Regions from separate parts of the Zea mays genome. Here all the other regions are linked to region 1. A link is a contact called in public Hi-C data. All regions are on one chromosome and are shown on one strand. Each heading gives the region's core, a stretch centred on a gene start, on an enhancer-like site or on the middle of the called end of the contact. The rest is flanking DNA. Distances are from core to core; before and after follow the strand shown. Region 1 holds the start of LOC100216744. Region 2 holds the start of LOC100274096. Region 3 has its middle 11 kb from the start of LOC103643023.

What was found. Hi-C and Micro-C count contacts between places; a contact is called where the count stands out from the background.
Region 2: a contact with region 1 is called in a Hi-C map of leaf, with 4 times the contacts expected there. The contact joins the promoter of LOC100274096 here to the promoter of LOC100216744 in region 1. A contact is called at or near these places in 8 of 25 Hi-C or Micro-C datasets (ear, endosperm, leaf and 1 more).
Region 3: a Hi-C map of leaf shows a contact between it and region 1, with 3 times the contacts expected there. The contact joins the enhancer-like site here to the promoter of LOC100216744 in region 1. A contact is called at or near these places in 2 of 25 Hi-C or Micro-C datasets (bundle sheath and leaf).

The regions. Positions count from the first base shown.
Region 1 is chr1:199,459,870-199,462,937 of Zm-B73-REFERENCE-NAM-5.0, forward strand. LOC100216744 reads left to right here and starts at 1,792. Exons shown (of 7, transcript NM_001157492.2): 1 at 1,792-2,135. The coding sequence starts at 1,836.
Region 2 is chr1:199,321,015-199,323,944 of Zm-B73-REFERENCE-NAM-5.0, forward strand. LOC100274096 reads right to left here and starts at 1,464. Exons shown (of 5, transcript NM_001148475.1): 1 at 1,139-1,464. The coding sequence starts at 1,213.
Region 3 is chr1:199,619,393-199,622,455 of Zm-B73-REFERENCE-NAM-5.0, forward strand. No RefSeq gene overlaps it. Among protein-coding and RNA genes, the nearest start is that of LOC103643023, 11 kb to the left of the region's middle. Within about 2 kb of position 1,594, at least 15 of the 20 cell types and tissues checked have an H3K27ac peak or open chromatin away from gene starts, as enhancers often do. A contact at or near this core is called in bundle sheath and leaf, where this site is marked.

The sequences.
Region 1 (3,068 bases), core at 542-3,041:
GTCGCCCAGCTCCTCCACCGCCCTCGCGATGCAACCTCGTCGCTGCTGGAGGTGGCTTTGCCCTGCCTTCGTCTGACCACGTCGCCCAGCTCCTCCACTGCCCTCGCAATGCAGCCTCGGCCTTCACGACTACCACACCGCTCCATCAAAAAGGGCCTCGCCGCCGGATGGTATGCCTCGCAATAGGGTGGGAAGAAGCAACAACGACTGCACATAGTCATCACCGTGGTTCCCATCGCTCGGTCTAGCAGAGGCGTGGGGTATGTGCGGCATGGAGCAGGAGAGCGCGTGCAATCTAGGGAGGAGGAAGATGAATTCGAGCGAGAGGTGGATAGGCCTCGGCTCGTGCAAAGCGTTGGAAGAAAGAGCGGAGATTGGAGCTCCCTCCGCATTCGGTGTGGAGATTAAAGGCGGCGGCTGGGGGCGGAGACACGATTCAGAGCGCGCTCGCGATGGGGAGGGCCGGACGGGAGGGAGGCAAAGATGGCAGGCGTCCGGTGCACGCTCGGAGGAGAACGGGGATGTCAGGTTGTGCGGGTGGGCATGGGTCCGGCGTCTACTTGCGGGAGCGGCAGCGCCGGAGACGGGATGTGTGGGGCGCGGATGGCGCAGAGTGGGTGGGGTGGAGGCGGGGGCATACACAGGTGTGGACGCCCACACTGCTGTCTTATAGAGTAGTAGTAGATAAACATATATATGACAATAGCATACATTGTAAAATAAGAAAATAAATATTTAAACCACTTCCATAATTCATAGTTTAATACTTCTATTTCATATCTCCATGTCTAATCTAGGCAACACTCTATCAATCCAAAATATTAATATGCAATGCAAGTATGCATCCACATGTGACATGCCCACATATCGACTTGCACATCAAATACAACAATCCATCGTAGGCTCATAATCTATAGACTTAAACACATCAATTTCCACTCTCTAGTTAAAAAGGTCACCAAGATATAATTTTAAAACTAGCATGAAAATAGACACAAAGACAAAATCTACTTGTCCTCCACTCTAGGTATCTAATGGTATACTCTCTTAAACCTGATAGGTAAACACCAACATCAAATGAATACCTCTTTAATTGAAATTCAATGTACAGTCCTACAATAAATAAGTAAAATGTTGAATAACTACTAGCTACTTGTCACCACACATTGTTTCAACGATGATTTGTTAGGGCTCGGGACTAAAGAGCCACAAGTTCGAAGACTCGCAGCGCAGTTGTTGTCACCGACCGTAGAATCACGGTCCGCAGACTCACTGTTTTGTAGGGTGAAAATTATTTGTCCATCTAGATGTCTTAGGGTTTTTTCTTGGGTTTTTTAAGCTGTATAGGCTATTGGGTTGTTGACTTAGCTCGTCTAACTCGCGAGCAGCTCAGGAGCTAGCTCGAGCCAGCTTGTTAACGAACCGAACTAAAACACTGGCTTAACTCATTACAGAATACAAACGAATCGAGTCGAGCCAGTGACGAACCGAGTCGAGCGAGATATAAGTTTCGAGTTTTTTGTCCAGCCTACTCCCGCCCGTGCCTCTCCTACTCGCGCACGCTGCCACCGCACGCCGCCGGCGTCCAGCCACTCAACTGTCAACTGCAGTTTGACTCCAGACGCTAGTAAGAATATTCTGTCGGTTCAAACAGAATATGCTTCCGGATAAACTCGCGCCGCGGCGGAACATTCTGCGAGCCGTCGCTCTCGTCGCCTGGCCCGCCCGGCGGCGGCGGTTGCGGGGTCTAAAAATGTTTCAAAAAAAAGAGTATTTTGGAACCAGCGCTGCCAAATCAGGAAACGGGCACGACGCGGGCGGGGCGGGGAGCCAAAATGGCGCTCCCGGGCCCGGCGGCGACCCGCGCGGCGGTGAGGCTCTGCCGGATCGCGGCGAGCGCTTCCTCGTATTTGCCGTCTGCGGCGGCCGACGGAAGGAGGGAGCTGGAGCTGCCGTTCGCGCTGGTGGCGGAGCGGGGGATGGTGGTGGGCGGCCACCGCGGGATGGGGATGAACGCGGTGGGGGCACCGCCCGGGGCGCGCTTCGGGGCCGCCAGGGAGCGGGAGAACACGCTGCTCTCCTTCGGCCGAGCCGCCGCACATGCTGCCGTCGCCTTCGTCGAGTTCGACGTCCAGGTGCGCCTTGCTGTCTCGTTTGGGACCTTGTTCGGATTTGGATTGGAGTTTGCAGTTACACCACCACAGCATTGCGATGCAAAAATGGTATTAAAAAATGTGGGCGGCTGGGCCCGACGCAATAATCGAAACGCGTGCTCCGGTGGATGCAACTTGCGTCTGCCACCGACCTCCATGACCATTCTCCCTCCTCCAGTTGGGACCTGGATGTGTAGTGTAGGGGTATCATATGGTTGCAGTGCTTTACTCGCATATGCTAAGGTTTGAGGTTTCTGGCTAGCCAAATAGTAGTAGAAGGAAGCAAATAAGCAACATGAGCTGACTGGATTGTGAAAATGATTAGTCTCCGTCCCGATCCGGGCATCCGGTAATGTGTGAGCATATTGCGACCTCTATTCGAGTCCTGGTACACATGCTTTTACAACAACGGTGGTGGTGGTGGACTAACTGTATACATGCTATTTTGCCATGAAAGCGTGAAAGAGTCACATTGTTCAGGTTTCTGATGCAGATTTACTGTCAAAATTATGAAATGTCAACCATATAAGTATAATCAAAGAGGTACAAGAGATGAATAGGTTCCTGAAAATCTGTAGATTTCTCTAGTTCATTCAAGAATCTCCTTCCACCCTAGAATTTCCAGATTCCTAGTACCCATCTACCATGGTGGATCGGATCATTTCCCCCCGACCCGACTCACCACTCCACTCCCATCCCGACGACACCTCCAAGCACCAAGCATCAGCTAGGGTTGCCACCGCCTCCATGCACCCGACTTCGGCGGCCGGCGACACGGTTCAGCCACCACTAAATCGTCGCACCTATTCCCCATCGATCCTTCTGCATTGCTCATCGCCCATCCATGTCGCCTGTCCCAATTCGACGTTGCCTCTTCAACACCTCCCTAGCCCCCACTTTGATGTTCGGTGACGG
Region 2 (2,930 bases), core at 214-2,713, 140 kb before region 1:
ACCCAAATTGAGCTTTTCAAGTTGCAGGCTTCATCCTATAGCTTGATACTTTTGTCTAGATGTCAATTCCATTTTTCACCAAAAAAGCCTCATAAGACGTTTCAAATCCCTACAAGCTAGGCACTATAATGAAGATCCAATGTATACATTACAGGCCGATGTCATCGTTAAATCACAGATGGTGTACCGGTAGTCCGGTACAAAACAATCCCAACTGAATTCACTCAAAGAATAATTCCTCTCATATAACTAAAAACAATACGTACATCATGACTCTGAAAGCTTATCACAACGATAGGGTAGTAATAGCTATATTAGTGAATGGGTAAACCATAGTCACAAAAGTTTTTTTATAGGATACAAGGACGCCACGGACACACACCACACTACACGAACACACACTCCGTGGGCGTCCAACACAACGTGCATTAGAAAGGGACTGAGAAGGCTAGACCTCTCAAGTGCATGGGAAACACGCAATACCACTGAACGCTTTTGCGTGTATAAAGAGGAAAAAACCCCAAGGTGAGGGACACGGGTTGATTCTGGGAATCGAACTCGGCCCGGCTGGCTGTGCTACAACAGCGCTAGCCACCCAGGCTATGCCCGGTCCTCATAGTCACAAAAGTTGATGAGTCAACAGGGTTGAGGAATGTGGTAACGTTATTTGCGAGAGGTTTTTAAGGCACATTCGAAAATAACCAGAGTATCTAGGACAAGGGTCTCACTGCCTTAATCTCGGTTTTATGTGACTATGGGTATAACTACGTGTGTGCTTTATAATAAGGACCTACATTTCAAAGGAAGCTAAGAGTTGACAGAACCGTCCATGGCCTGAGCTACTAGCAGTGACTATTCAATGTGCCAAAAACATAATATTATGAAAGCACACAAAATCCCCACCCTTCCCTTCTGTTCCACCCTGCATATCGGGACTTGCAGAACAGGAGCTACTGCAGCAACATGGAGCAGGCCCGTAAATAAGTAAATTCCCTAATCAAGCAATTGCCCGCACAATCGGGGCAGCACGAGCAGCAGGTACGGGGCGAAATCAGCAGTTACAATCCCATCAACGTCGCACGGACCACTGCGGCCAGATGGGGAGAGAAAAGGAGGGTGGCAGGTAGAGATTCCTTACGTTGCTTCCCCGCCAGACCTGGTAAACCCTAGGCTGCTCGCCGGCGCCGCCGGTGGGCGGCGGCGGCACGTACATCCCGACGGCGCAGGGGGCAGGTGGCCCGGATCAAGCTCCTACACCCTCCTCCTCTACGGCCGATTGCCACCCAAGCAGCCAGGCGGGGGTGCGGCGGCGTGGGACGGGGAGGAGGGAGGGAGAGGGGAAAGGTGGGTGGGAGAGCCTGGGGTCTGGGAGGGGAGCTAGCCTAGGGAGGTCTCCGGGTTAGGTCGCGGTCGCGGTCGCGGGTGGTGGGCTCTCTCCTCTCCTCCTCCCGTCCGTCCTCCACCTCCTCGCTCTGGGAGTTTGGCTTTGGGACGTGCGCGCTTGTCGTCTCCCGTCTCGTCCCGTCTGCGCGCAGCAGCAGGCCAGCAGTTGCCGTGGGCAGCGCGCGTCTGGCTCTCCCGGAGTGGTGGGCCCAGCTGATCATCTCGGGTCGTGGACCGGCTCTCCGCTCCCGCTACAGTTGGGCCTGGGCCGAGACACTATCTGCAACTGTTCTCCCTAAATTTTCCCCATAAATGTTATTATATAGCCACGTCAGCAAAATTCTCTCTCCTATATTCACTCGTCTCACAACCGTTCCCCTAAATTTTCCCCTATATATCCCTCTACTCATTAAATATACATTTCCATATAACTAACATAACCAACTTCAATTTCTATTTATTTTATATGTTTTCATACGTTCGGCATTATGCGCTCGTTTTAAAAAAAATGAAAAAAAAATATTTTTATTTGTTTGTTTTCAATTACGGAAAAGATGTAATACAAGATTTCAGTTTAAAATTAATTTCGTAATGGCAAACTTTACTTCTCCATAGTACTCCGTTATAACAATTTCACAAATATTTGTACGCAATATGATTTAACCACGCTTATGCTTGAATCATACTCGTTCAGTCGTACACAGGAAGCCACGCTTGTCTTCGACCGAAAGCCACGTTTCACTTACGTTGTAAGCCAAGGTTGGCTTCCGACGTAAGCCAGTAGCTTCTCCCTGAAGCCAAATTTCTCTCGTCTATATATATGTAATGTTTGTCTTCAAATATGTACTTACATATACCACTTGTTTCACAAGTAAGCCGTTGCTCCAAATGTCTCCCAGTCGTAGGCAACATGATTCGGATTTAAGTGATAGTGACGACGAAACACTTCTGCTTGTTAATCTTCTTACCCTCAACATTGAGGCTAGACGCCTTCACCGACGACGGTCCGGATTACCTCGCCGCGTCATTCGCAGGGATCATTTTGCTGGAGAAAACCTTATCCACCATCACTACTTCGGGCTGAACCCGGTGTATCCATCGCACGTGTTTCGTAGAAGGTACGCACATCATGTAATTCTAAGAGGTTATGATAATTCCATAGTATTTACCACGATCCTATGTTCTTTTCTTTAGGTTTCGCATGAGTAGGCCTCTGTTTCTCCGCATTTTGCAAGGACTTCAACAGCAGGATACATACTTTACACAAAGGGTTGACGCAACAGGCATGCCAGGACTCGGTCCCCTACAAAAAGTATGTGCGGCACTCGCATACTTGCATTTGGGTTACCTTCTGATGTGGTAGACGAGTACATTCAAATCGGGGAGTCTACAGCTAGAGAATGTCTTCATCATTTTTGTCGCGCAATCATAGAATATTTTAGTGCCTGGTATCTACGGACTCCTAATGAAGCTGACATAACACGTATCATGCACAGTAGCGAGTCAAGGGGTTTTCCTGGAATGTTGGGTTCCATAGATTGCATGCA
Region 3 (3,063 bases), core at 344-2,843, 160 kb after region 1:
GTGTTGGTTGTAGTGGTCTAGATCTTGTGTATAGGATGGATCAATGAATAGAAGTGGTTGGGAGGGCTTGAGTATGTCAACTAGATGACTTGGAATGTTGCTTGGGCTCCCACACCTTGAAGTGGCCGGTTGGGGTGGTATTTATAGCCACCATCCAAAATGTAGCCGTTGAAGAAGGCTGCTGGCGATGGGCGCACCGGACAGTCCAGTGCGCCACCGGACAGTGTCCGGTGCGCCACCGGACAGTGTCCGGTGAGCTGCCACGTCATCTTCCCATTAGGGCTTGGAGCTGGTCGACCGTTGGAGGCTCTATCCTCATGTGGCACCGGACAGTCCGGTGCCCCTCTGACCGTCTGCTCTGACATCTGATTTGCATTGTTTGCTTTGCAGAGTCGACCGTTGCGCGCAGATGACCGTTGCTCCGCTGGCGCATCGGACAGCCCGGTGGCACACCAGACAGTCCGGTGAATTATAGCGGAGGTGCGCCTGGGAAACCCGAAGGTGAAGAGTTTGAAGTCGATCTTCCCTGGTGCACCGGACACTGTCCGGTGGTGCACCGGACAGTCCGGTGCGCCAGACCAGGGAGCACTTCGGTTTCCTTTGCTCCTTTCTTCTTGAACCCTTTTTAATCTTTGTATTGGTTTTGAGTTGAACCTTTGGCACCTGTAGAACATATACTCTAGAGCAAACTAGTTAGTCCAATTATTTGTGTGTGGCATTTGAACCACCAAAATCAGTTAGGAAAAGGTTTAAAGTCTATTTCCCTTTCAAAAATGTTTATTAGTTTTTGTAACTTATTTGCAATTTTTTAGTAAAACTAGAATATTTATGAATTTTAAATATTGCGGTGTTGGTTCTACAATGTCCTTATGATAAGCAACTTTGAACTGCATGATGTCAATTTTACTGGTTTCCTTTCTTACATCTGATCTATCATATACATGATTATGTATTGCTTAACTTATGGATGGTTGGTCAATTAATATCATCGGATGAAGCGAACTACCCGACAATTATCCGGTATCTACCCGAGTAGTATCTGTTATTCGTTTCTTACCCGTCCGGATTATTACCCGATCCCGTTCTGTATCCGTCCCGAATCTTAACTACCCGTATCCGGTCCCGTATCCGAGAGAAATACATTAGGGTAGGATACGGAATGACCCTGTATCCGACTGTATCCGTCCTGTTTTCATCCCTAATTATCATCGTCAGTGCTGTCTCTCACTCCGCTGGTCATTCATTCTCATTTCACGACGAGATCCCCTGGAGAAATTATTTATGGAGCCCGTAGAGATTATGGGGGACCGGATTACTCTCCAGTGGCTGTGCTGGGCGATGCATGCATGCGCGGTTTGGTTTCGTGCGTCCGACAGGTAGCGCCGGTGAGACGTCTAGCTCGTCGTCTTCCCAGTACAGCTAGCAACGATGATTACATTACAATATTACCTATATATATATAGAAGCTCATGAGACCTATAGCTAGCAGCGCATGCCGGGCCCACGTACGTGCGTTGTAGTACGGAGAGGGAGGAACAGGATGATTAGCTGTGTGGTAATCATATCGCTCTATTATTAAGACTTGATACCCTCCCTGTCTTCGTCTGCGGACGGGCAGTGAGCATGGGCCATCATGTGTTGTTGACGACCGGATGACAGGATCGTCGGGCTGCAAATACAGCCTACGTGCAAATAAACCCAACAGCCCATCACTAGGCTAATGCAAACGGCGTGTCGACCGGGCCGGGCCGGGCCGAATAGGACTAGTTTGAGAAACATTGAATTGCCATCCTGAATCTCTAATTCAGAGCGGTCCTAGCTGTTGTTTGAATCAACTGAGACAGACAGTAACACTCGCGCTTCATCAGCCACTGTTCCAGATCTTGGGACAGAACACACCTGCAGATTTGCAGTGTCCAGCTGCCGAGGGAAAGTATACATAGAGCACCTCAAATATATGCAGATTTGCTCAACGTTGAGTGTGTGTGTGTAATGGTATTGTACCAAAATTCTGTGATGAAGGTTCACTTACTCCACTGGTGTTGGCGTGAATGAACGATGCAGCAGCCCAACAAGACTTCGACACATTGGTTAAGACGCTCAGTCTGTCCAGCCGTTAATGGATGATAAAAAAAACGTTTTCCCTACATCTGGTTGCTTTACTTATTTATCTTCAGGTAATGCTGGATTTGCTGGTGTTGTATCAGGTGGGGGCTTTTCAGCACCACACCAACTGCTTCTGCAGGTGTTGGTTTTGCCGCCGCTGCTACTGGTGGAGGTTTTGCTGCTCTTGCTTCCAAAAGTGGTGGTTTTGCCTGGTGCAGCTTCATCTGGTGGTGGTTTTGGAAGTGCCTCCCACTCCCAGGGAGGTGGCTTTGGCAGTGGTGAGATCTCCCAAGTCGTGTTCTGTTTTGAACAAATACTTATTTTTTTTGCAGGGTAGTTTTTCGATAAATGCTAATGTGTGACAGTGCACATCGCTTATGGTTTGTATATGTGTTTAATCAATCATCCAACATTCGAACCTGTGGCTGTGGTGTGTCATCAGTTTAAAGTTTTGCTAGTTCCTGGCAGTTAAACACACACCTAGATTGACTCTATTATTGGGTTAAATGCTGGTATTTGGAGTTGGAACTGCTAAGTTGCATTACTCATTTCTAGAAAGATGCTAGCATATAATGCATAGGCTCCATTAGGCTTATAAAGAACTTTTATGGTCTCCCTTGTCAGCAGTTATCACTGATCAGTTCCTAACATATCTACTCATTTCAGCTGTCCTGAACAAGTCCATATAAAGTATTTGATTTTGTCTTTAGGAATAGTATATATTGATTTTTAAGTCTCGCAAACATTTTCTACAAATGTAGTCAATCTTGAGAAAAATTGGTACTCCAGCAAGAAAGGTGGTAGCGATGCTTGTTGGTCGGCTTTGATATTCCAGGAGACACTGATGGCTTTGTTGAGGACCTCAAAGAGCACGGCGGCAGTTTGATAGGCTTTGGTGAGCCGAACCCTGGGGATGCATTGATCAATTGGTTCAGTAATGATTTTATGGTTATTTAT